2 separate regions of the Mus musculus genome follow, and region 2 is linked to region 1. Evidence: chromatin contacts called from public HiChIP or PLAC-seq data. All regions are on one chromosome and are shown on one strand. The core of a region is the stretch at or near the end of the contact, and the rest is flanking DNA. Distances in the headings are between cores, read along the strand shown.

What was found. HiChIP or PLAC-seq counts read pairs in DNA pulled down with a chosen protein or histone mark.
Region 2: a contact with region 1 is called in an H3K4me3 HiChIP or PLAC-seq map of fetal liver, with 4 times the contacts expected there. The contact joins the enhancer-like site here to the promoter of Grb10 in region 1. A contact is called at or near these places in 6 of 39 promoter capture datasets (the 3T3-L1 cell line, embryonic stem cells, liver and 1 more), 4 of 484 Hi-C or Micro-C datasets (adipose-derived mesenchymal stem cells, embryonic fibroblasts, embryonic stem cells and 1 more), 3 of 115 datasets of contacts at active chromatin or transcription factors (cardiomyocytes, fetal liver and stem cell-derived neural progenitor cells) and 4 of 9 other capture datasets (adipose tissue, embryonic stem cells, liver and 1 more).

Annotation. Positions count from the first base shown.
Region 1 is chr11:12,035,343-12,040,326 of GRCm38.p6, forward strand. Grb10 (growth factor receptor bound protein 10) reads right to left here and starts at 2,078. Exons shown (of 17, transcript NM_010345.4): 1 at 1,850-2,078.
Region 2 is chr11:12,202,955-12,207,938 of GRCm38.p6, forward strand. No RefSeq gene overlaps it. Among named protein-coding and RNA genes, the nearest start is that of Gm12002, 110 kb to the right of the region's middle. Within about 2 kb of position 3,002, at least 13 of the 459 cell types and tissues checked have an H3K27ac peak or open chromatin away from gene starts, as enhancers often do. A contact at or near this core is called in fetal liver, where this site is marked.

The DNA.
Region 1 (4,984 bases), core at 828-3,327:
CCCGTCCTCCATTTGCTCTGCTGTGTGTCAGGCAGGGTGTCCCTCCTCCACACCATTTCTTCTAGAAGTGGACGTGCTTTTGCAGACGTGTAAAGCTCGGGAGGTCTCCCCCGAGCTTTGTCCTTTGTTAGCTGGTACGGCCCAGGGCATACCAGTTAACATCCTGAGCCTTGGTTTCCAGACCTGTGAAATGGGGACCGTGGGGACCACAAAGTGGATAAAAAGCAACAGGGCTTTTGAAAGTGCCTTGTAAACTGCGAAATGCTACCTAAGGATCAGTGGCTACACTTCTCAGTTACGGCAATGCCTGCTGGGCTGCAACTCCGTCTGTCCTCAAATTCCCTCCCTGTAATGTGGCGACTGGCCCGTGCCAGTCTTTCAAAGGTTCCCAGTAAAACTCAAAAAAAGTATGTTCACTAATCTTAAAGTTTTGATTTTTTTTTTAAGATCAAAATTTGGTAGGCAAGACTCATTCCTGGGAGCACATTTGACCGCAGCACTCTTGGTGAAATACTCTCAGACTCCTTCATCCTTTGCCTTACACAATTCCCTCAGCTGCAGAAATCCAGAACTCGAGGTCCACTTCTGTAAAATAGGAACCTCACTAAAATATTAGCCTTAGTGTGTGCCCGCAGGGGTGCGGGGGGTGGGGGGGGGAATTTTAATGACTGGAGTTCTGGTAAAGCAGGGCGAAACGTTAAATTGAGCACCATTTCTGAAACTCAGGGGCTCCAAATGGCTGAATCAGCATTTTCTGAAACAAAGTCTTCTGGGCCTGGCCTTTTAAACAGCCGCAAAGGGAAAGTTGTGCAATAACACATATTTACTCACTAATGCTACTTGTTTTGGACTTATTCTTTGCATCTCTTGAATGAAACAGTTACAAAAAAAGAGTTTTTCAAAAACATCCTAAAGGACTAGAGCCTTGTAAAAATCACCTGTGGCTCTCCTACTTTTCGGTCAAAGCAAATGAAAAGAAGTTCGCGGGGTTTCTTCCAACGCCAAGAAAAGACAAATACATTTTTTTTTCCAAAGTGAAGAATACCCTAATTTCCATAACGCACATGCCGCAGGCCCTCGCCAGGCAGGCGTTTGGAGAGGCAATCAGCAAAGGCAGAGAGTTGCATCAGAAATTTCCTTCTGCAAACGGTACCGCTCTTATCACGTTTCCACCGCTGGCGGGCTGCTAGTTCGTGAGCCCTCAAACTTGGTGTTAGGCCCCAGCGACGGGTAGCGGGGCCACTAACAGACCCGAAGAAAGAAAGGGGTGGGGGTTGGGGAGTGTGTGTGGGGGGGTACGGAACCTCGGGCCGCGGTCCGGGCCGCGCTCGCTTGGGACTTGGGAGTGTCTGGCACCGCTGCCCGGTCCGCCTGGCGCGCGCGCCGAGGCCCGGGGCGCAGCGGGAGCACCCGCTTCTCCGGTGACCCCCGGGCGCCCACCCTCCTCCAGGGCGGTGGCCCCTGAAAGCGCGGCCGTGACCGCAGCCCCCGCCCGAGCCCCCCGAGCCGTCGCCGTCGGACAAGACGGCTCAAGAATGTGCCGCTCGGGGCCCCGCGCCTCCCCCCGTGGGCTGGAGCGCAGGGGAGAGCGTTGCGGGGCGCCGCAGCCGCGCGCCCGCCGCCCCGTCCCGCCATCCCGTGCCGCCCCGCCGGGGGCCCGGGGCGCCGCAGCCCCCCAGACCCCCCAAGGCGACGCCCTTCCGCCCGCCGCGCCTCGCGGGGCCCCGCGTCCCGATCGCGGGCGGCCCCGAGCGCAGACAATGACGGCGCGGGGAGCCGCCCGGCCGCCGGGCCCCGCGAGGCGCGGACCACAAAAGTAACTTGCCGCGGCTCCCCGCCCAACTCCTACCTGACGTGCAGCTCCTCGTCGCCTCCGCGTGGCCGCTGGCCACACGTTGCACGAGTCACAACGGAGAAAAACCGAAGGCAAAGCCGGACACTGGACGGTCCCAGTCGCCGTGCGTGAGACGGTGCGCGGAAACTTCGTGCTCCCGTGGGTCTCGGAACGCGAATCCCGCCCGCCACTGGTCGCAGCGCCCTTCCCTTCCTGCCGCCTCCCCGCACCCCACCCCCTCGATGGGCTTTAAACTCTCCGGGCCCCGCCCGCCCTCCCCGCCTCCGCCGCCGCCTCCGCCTCCTCCTCCCCCGGCCGCTTTTCCTGCTCCTCCTCCCGCCGCCGCCCGGACCGCTCGGCGGCCGCCAGCGCGGGAGGAGCCGCGGCCTGGGCGCAGGGCGTGGCGCGGGGGGCGCGGGCTCGCGGGGTTGGCGTGGCACGATGCTCTCCCGCCCGGGCGGGAGCGCGCCCACCATGCTTGCAGCGCGCGGGACCCCCGGCGCCACGCCACCGCCCCGGTGCGCGGCCGCGCCGGCGGAAGACCGACCGGACCTGTCCCGAGGGCCATTCGGAAGGGAATTGTTCGAAACTCAGAAAGTACTCCCCAACCGCACAGTTCAAACTCTTCCTGGGCTGCGGCCGCCCGACACCGTCGTGGGCAGCCCCGGGCCCGGACAAGGAAACTCGGGCTTGCTCACGGCGGGTCGGGTCCGAGCCTCACCTTTCTCAGCCTCAGTTTCGCCAGCTGCGTGTGAGTAGCCGAAGGAGGGAAGCCTGAGAGGCCCTTCATTGTTTTCTTGAGGCAGCCGAGCAAGCCTCGTGTCCTTTACCTCTGAAGTGGGGCCCTCGTGAAAGTAAAGCCCAGACGGGCCGTGCCCGGTTTCTAAAGTGACCCACGAAAAGGCAACGGGCTAATTTGATCGGCCCCTTCGAAATAATTCTTAATGTTGTGTCGCTTTTCTAGTACAGATAGGCTACCAATAATTACACCTTTTTCTTGAGTTTCGGCTTTGTAAAAGCAGCCCTGACCGTAAATCACCGTAGTTGAGAAGACACGTGGTGTGAAACATTTGTGAATTCTCCTTCTTCTCCCTCACTCAGGCCTCTGAGGTTTGTTCCTAGAACAACTGTAGAAAGTAGAGAGACTGAGCCTAAAAAGTAACTTCTTAAAAGTAACTTCTAGAAAGTCGAGAAGCTGGGAGTGGGCTCACAGCAAGGCAAAGATTTGAAAGCTGTGCTGTGTGCATTGTCCGACGCTCTTTTTGAGCACGGCTCGGTACCTCTTGCTTTTAACAGTGGTTTTTCCGACCTCAGATTGATGTAATCAATGAAAAGTTTTTCCTTTCCTATAACTGAACACTCACTCTTATTTCTGGCCGTTGGTCCAAGACTCAGAAACCTACAAGGTGAAAATCCAGAGAAAAGGATGTGAATAAGTCTTAGATTCCCGGGGAAAGGAACACAAGAAGTCTTTTGTAGACAAAGGACTCAAAAGCGAACCGAAGCAGAGAAAACTGGGCTAACTTTTCCCAAGTTGATTGGCTTCAAACTTTACAGTTTTCCTGCAGGGTCTCACCAACGATCCATACTGCACCGGACACAAAGCCTGTCGGGTCAGGGAACTTTTACAGAGGTTTGAAAGTTTCTACATACTTTCGCAATACTTTTCCCCCCTGAATCGATTTGTTGGTAAGTTCCAAACAGTGTGGACCCTTCAGCCCTCTACATATTGATGTTGCCTTTCCAAACATGGAGATGTTTTCTTATATAACAACCACATACCTTTCAAATCCACAGATTTATATTGGTACAAAACGTGTATTTAATCTAGGTTTAAACTTTTTTTCCCCCTCAGTTTATCTGATAATTTAGAGCATTGCTTTTTCTTACAAGACCAGTCCAGTGATCTAGGTGGAAAGTTTAATCTGTGTTTCTCAGGCATTACTACTAACTAGAATGGTATGGAGATAAATGTCAAGTATTTTCTTGATGTCAAAGCCCTGGACAGGCCTTCACCCCCAAATTTCCTGGATCCCTGTAGACCCATATAGCAGCGTTCTGAACAAAGGTTTTTGCCTTATTCTTGCTGTAGCCTTAGGGTTACAGTTAGCTCCAGTGTCGAGGGAGGCCCTGGCCAGTTCTGTGAGCAGATTACACTACTTCCATCTCATATCCAGACTCCCAGCGCCCCCTGCCCACACATTCCCCAGCAGAGGTATTACAGACTCACACATTGTAAGGGTAGCAGTGTATAAATGAGCCTGGAGAACCCAGCCTCCTGGGCAAGACAGGATGGCTTTGTAGCTCACAAACTTCCCAAAGGAGTAATATATGAACTAGACTTGGGTGTTAAGGCAGGAAACGGGATTCCCTGGTAGTGAGGAATTCCATTATCCAAGTGTGAGCTTCAGGAGGCTCATTCAGCCGAAAGTAGAGAATCTGATGGACTCTAATTTTAAATTAGTAATGAGTTGATTAACATGTCTCCCTACTAATTGTAGGAATAGTGTCACTGGTAACTATTTACCTTTTGCTAGTGTCCTGCAGGCAGCAGGGGGGCTCCTGGTCAAAAGAAGGTACTAAATGGAATAAGTCATTGGAAAAATAGCAGTCAAATGTATGTCTCCATAGTGTAAATGAATGGAGTAAGGAACGGAGTGATCTCTCTGCCCCAGGCATCGTCTCAAATGTTGCCAGTAGCTTTGGCAGAGGGAAAGCATGGAGGGCAAATGGCATCCTGACAGATGCTAGTCCTGCTGCTCCGTCCTCACTGCACATGGTGCCTTCTGGAATAGCTTAGAAGGCAGAGCTGGAAACCAGAGACCAGCCAGTCCGAGGACAGTCCAACAGAACACCCTGGTGGGTCAGTGAGTGATCTGCAGTCGTAATGAAATCACAGTGTGTTATGATTTGTATATGAAACACCACTCACGGCCCTGTCTCTCTTACAGGCTCCTGTATTGAGCACTGATCTTTAGCAGTGGTGCGGCTTCAGGAAGGAGGTTGTGGACACTCAGGAGGTGGAACCTGGATGGATTCTGAAGTAGGTCTCTTGACATACAACTTTAAGGGTAATACCTGCTTCTCATCCTATCCTTTTTCCTTTCCGACCACCATGATCGGAGCTTGCATGCTTTCCCTGCCATGGTG
Region 2 (4,984 bases), core at 1,752-4,251, 170 kb after region 1:
CACAGCAGTGAAGATCAGAGTGGCCCGGGTCTCAGAGCGCAGAGTCGTCAGAGAACGGTCTATATACACTGAGTCTAGAACACGAGGAAGCACGTTGTGTCCCTGTGACACCATGTTCCATGGGCAGGTGCCCAAGTCCACCCTCTAAAGCTTTAAGCACAATTGGTGCTAAGTTTTAAGTTGTGATGCTTTCTTCTGCAAGTCAACTGTAGCTTGGATCTGAGGTGTTCCACCCAGATCCCGTGTTGAAGGTTTGGCCTCCAGCTTGACGCTATTAGGATGCAGTAAAACTTCCGTAAAACATGGAGCCCACTGGGGTTTCAGGTTGATGGATAATGTGCTGCCGAAGGGAACTATGGAACACTGATTCTTCTTCTGAATCCTTTTTGCTTCCCAGCTGCCAGGAAGTGAGCTGCATGCTCTTTCTCATCCATCCCCCATCCCCCACCCCCGCCACAGGCCCAAAGCAACAGGGCTGGTCAGTCCTGGACCAAAGCCAGCAAAGCAGCCCAAACAAACCTTCCTTATTTTTGAATTCTCTTAAGTGTTTCGTTTGTGATGGCAAGCTGACTGACTGGTCTGGTCTTTTCACTTGGTGCTTCCTGTTGCTCATGCAATCCAGTTTCCATATACAGCTGGTTATCTGGTGTGTTTTCAAAATCATTTGCAGGATTAATAGAAAGTATATCATGAAAGCAGCTCTCTCAGGAGATATTTCCATGTGAGGGTGCTTGAAGACATTGCTGATGGAAGACCATCACTGAACAGAGTGGAAGCTTTGAACAGCTAGATTCACCACATGATTAAAAGCTGCCTTATATTTTCTAGAAGGTTCTTTAACGGTATACCACCACTCTCAGGGAGTGGCCAGGTCTTCACTCAATCCAGGCACACACATCCCCTCCATTAGATTCCTCACCTAGCATGGATATATATATATATGACTGATTTTTGTGCCTGTGTTCCAATAAGAACTTTGAAAGTATTATTTTCTTAGGATTCAGGATCAGCGTAGCTTCCCTAAAGGGTTAGCCCTTCCTCACTGTCACCACCTATTTCTTGTTACTAGGATGACTGGTTTTCAGATGTGCCAGGTTTTATAGTGATGAGCAGCACATTAGTGCACAGCACCTGGCAGAATGGAGTCATCGGCGCTCCACACATCAGTGTTCAGAGCACTAGCCCTGTGATCAGCTCTGCATTGGAATCCTCTCCAGACCATGCTAGACTCCGTAAAACAGGGAGTACTGACTAGTGCAGTCATCCTGGCAGGAGCAGAGGGAGGCTAAAACGAGGAACTTTGCCTCTCCTTTTTAGCTATGTGAACAACAGATCCCAACATTTGCGGTTTCCTCAGGGATCTCATGCTATGTGAAGGAAAAGAATGAAACCTGTTGCCAGCCAGAGGAGGAAGAAAAAAAAAAAATCTCACACAGTCTGACCACTTTGCTGAAGAGAGTGGAGCAGAGCCAGGGGGTCAGCAATGAGGAGCACCCCAGGCCAGGACAGCTTAGATATATGATCCTAAACCTCTATTTAAACCCAAGCCTCCCACTAGCACCCCAAAGATGGACTCAAGGATCACTGAACCCTTTTTCTTTACTTTTCTCACTGTAGCCACATTGAAAATGATCCCCTCTCTCTGCTTCACTCTCGTCTGTCTCTTTAATTGGTCTACTGAGGACAGCACAGCGGCCCAGTGTCCATGCTTTGACTCTGAGAATGTCAGCTGACTGGAACTAGTACTATTTCCTCTACTCCCCCCCAACCCCCCCCCCCCACACACACTACACACAGAACAAACAGAATGCAAATTTAAATTTTGCAAAATTGTTCTCATGTGAGCAATAAAATTCTCACTGCAGAATAATTCAGAAAACTTTGAAACTTTTCTGACCTTTGTAAAAACATGTGGGCCACCCCTAATATCAGTACCCTCACCTAATCAGCTTTCTGTTGCTATAACAGGATCACTGAGTCTGCTTAGTTTATTAAGAATACAGGTTTATTTTAGCTTACAGAAGCCAAGAGCATGGCACTGAAAATTGACAAATGGGATGTCATTAAACTAAAGAGTTTCTCTACAGCAGAAGCTGTCAGTAAAGTAAGGGCTGAAAAATGGAAGATGTTTGCCAGTTACACATCCGACAAAAGATTAGTGTCTAGACTATACAAAGACCTGAAAAACAAAAGACCCGACTAAACACCAAGAAAACAAACAGCCCAATTAAAAATGGGTTATGAATCTGAGCAAAAATTCTCAAAGGAACACAGACAACAAGGAAAGCTGGTAGGCTAGAAGCAGTGTTCAATGAGTGACTGGTTACAGAGTGAGAAGCAGGAGGTCTGGAACAGTTTATCACCCCAAAGCTGCTTCTCCAGTTTCTGAATTGATTTCATCAGTACCACAACAGCTCTCTCCTACCACTGGACTCAGGAGCTTTCTCTACCACCAGACTGGATTTACTGATGTGACTGAAGCCAGTACAGCTTGTGCATGGCTGGATTTTCGCTTACCCCAAAGACTCCTACCAGGAAATGTATAAAAGCTGTGTCAGCAGGGATTTCGTTGAAAGGGTTCCCAGTAACTTCAACCAGAACACTGTTTTTGTTACACAAGGAAAATGTGAAGCTCTGAGGCTTAAGCACAAGCATTGAGCAGTGCTCTGGGCATGGATCAGCCGCCAGACACCGGCTCCTATCAGAAAACAGCAGCCACTGATAAAGAGAGTTTGCCTTATCTATCCATAGCTGACAGAACAGTCAGGAAAACTCCACAAACAAGAGGAGCTGGGAGGCCACTAGAGAACAGGACCCCTAACAGTCAACAGGTTCTACCAGCTGGCCCAGGGCCAAGGAGAAAGATCAGTGGATCTGCCAAGGAGATGAAAAAAACATTCAGGCCAGCAATCTCATTTTCTGATATCTCCACCCTGTTTTTCTTCCCCACTACAACTAATCCTTATCTTCTAGTGATTCCATTATCTCACCTCTCCACCCACCTCTCCACCCTTCTCCTACAGCTATTTCTTATCTGTATAGTACAGCAGGTCATCGAGGCAGGCCAACACTGTCCCCTACCGTTCACTTTTACTGTTTGCTCTTTTCTCTCTTTTCTCTCTTTCTTTCTTTCTTTCTTTCTTTCTTTCTTTCTTTCTTTCTTTCTTTCTCTCTCTCTTTCTTTCTTTCTCTTTCTCTCTCTCTTTCTTCTTTTCTCTTTCTCTCTCTCTTTCTTCTTCTCTCTCTCTCTCTCTCTCTCTCTCTCTCTCTCCCTCCCTCCCTCCCTCCCTCCCTCTCTTTCTCTCTTTCTCTCTCTTTCTTTCCCTTTTCTCTTTCTTTCCCTTTTCTCTTTCTGAACTCACTCCTCCAACTGTTATGTCAGGCTGACCTGATTTGTGGTATCTGAGTCTGTATCTGTATCCATATGTTTAATCTACTGTAAACCATGTGGTCCCCCACATGACCACATTCCCTTTTCCTTTGCCTCAATTATCTCCACTCTTCTGTATCTCCCTCTTCTCTATTTCCTAGTTTGCAATTGAATACTCACCACTATCACTAGTCTCACGGTGATGGCTCACCTGTGGTTTTCCTTTCCATTCACACTAACATATCAGTACACACAATACTATCAGGCTCTTTAACTCCCTAAACCAATTGGCACTTAAGAAATGTTAATTTGTATTTACTTGCTACTGTTTTTTTTTTTTTTAATCACTGTAGGTTCACTCCTGTATAATGACTTGCCATAGATAATACTAAGCCTGTCTGAGAAGACTGAGGACAGAGTCAGGTGCCTAGAACACCAGTCTACAAATGAAACATTAGAACTCTACTACTGCCTAGTCTTTCCTGAGCACTGCAAACATATTAATTGCACAAAGAGTCAACCTGAATTAAAAGGACAAAATCTATTTTTAAAATGAATTAATTAATTTGTTTATATATCAAATGATGCTTCCCTTCCTGGTCCCTTCCTCACCAAGTCACTTACCTCCACCTGCCTTCCCCTTCTCCTTTGAGAAGGTGGACACCCTCCCTCCATATCCCTTCACCCTGGCACTTCAAGTCTCTGCAAGATTAGTCCTGGCTAGTGGCTATTCCCAGTGAATAAAGAAAAGGGCAGCCATGAAGACCCAGGTGCTTATCTACTACATATGTGTGGGAGTGGAGGGGGTGGGGGTGAGAAGGGGTCATTCTAGCCCATGTATGCTCACTGGTTGGTGGCCCAGATTCTGAGAGCTCCCAGGAGTTCAGGTTTGTTGACTCTGTTGGTCTTTCTGTGAGGTTCCTATCTACTTCTTGGCCTTGACTCCTTCCTACAACTCTACCGTAAGTGTCCCCAACCTCCATCTAATTTTTGGCCGTGGGTATCTTCTTCTGTTTCAGTCCACTGCTGGGTAGAGTCTCTCAGAGGACAATTATGATAGGCTGTCTGTCTGCATGTATAACAGAGTATTATTATTAACGTCAGGGATTGGTGCTTGTCCATGGCATGGGTTTCAAGTTGGGCTGGGTATTGGTTGGCTTCTGCTCCACCCCTTTTAGATAGGACAAAATTTGTGTAGAAAGTTTTGTAGATGGATTCGTGACCCTATCCACTAGGGATCCTTTCTGGCTACAGGAGGTGGCCTCTTCATGTCCCTGTTGTTAAACATTGACTTCTGGAAGCCTACCCTATCCTAGGTCTCTGGGACTTTCTAAAGTTTACTCCCACTCCCACCCCGGCAGCTGCAGATTCCCATTCATTCTCCTGGCACACTGGACCTGTCTCTCCTGTGCCTGATCCTGCTTCCATACCCCCTCCCCCTCTTCTCCCCACACCCCCAGTTACTTCCCTCTCTTTGCCTCCCAATGTCTTAATGAAGAAGCTAACCCCATATGAGCAGAAACCAGCTCAAAAATATAAGTAAAATGATCAAGAAAAATTATTTCCTCTAAAAGTTACCAATCCCACAATACAGACTCCAGATAAAAATGACTT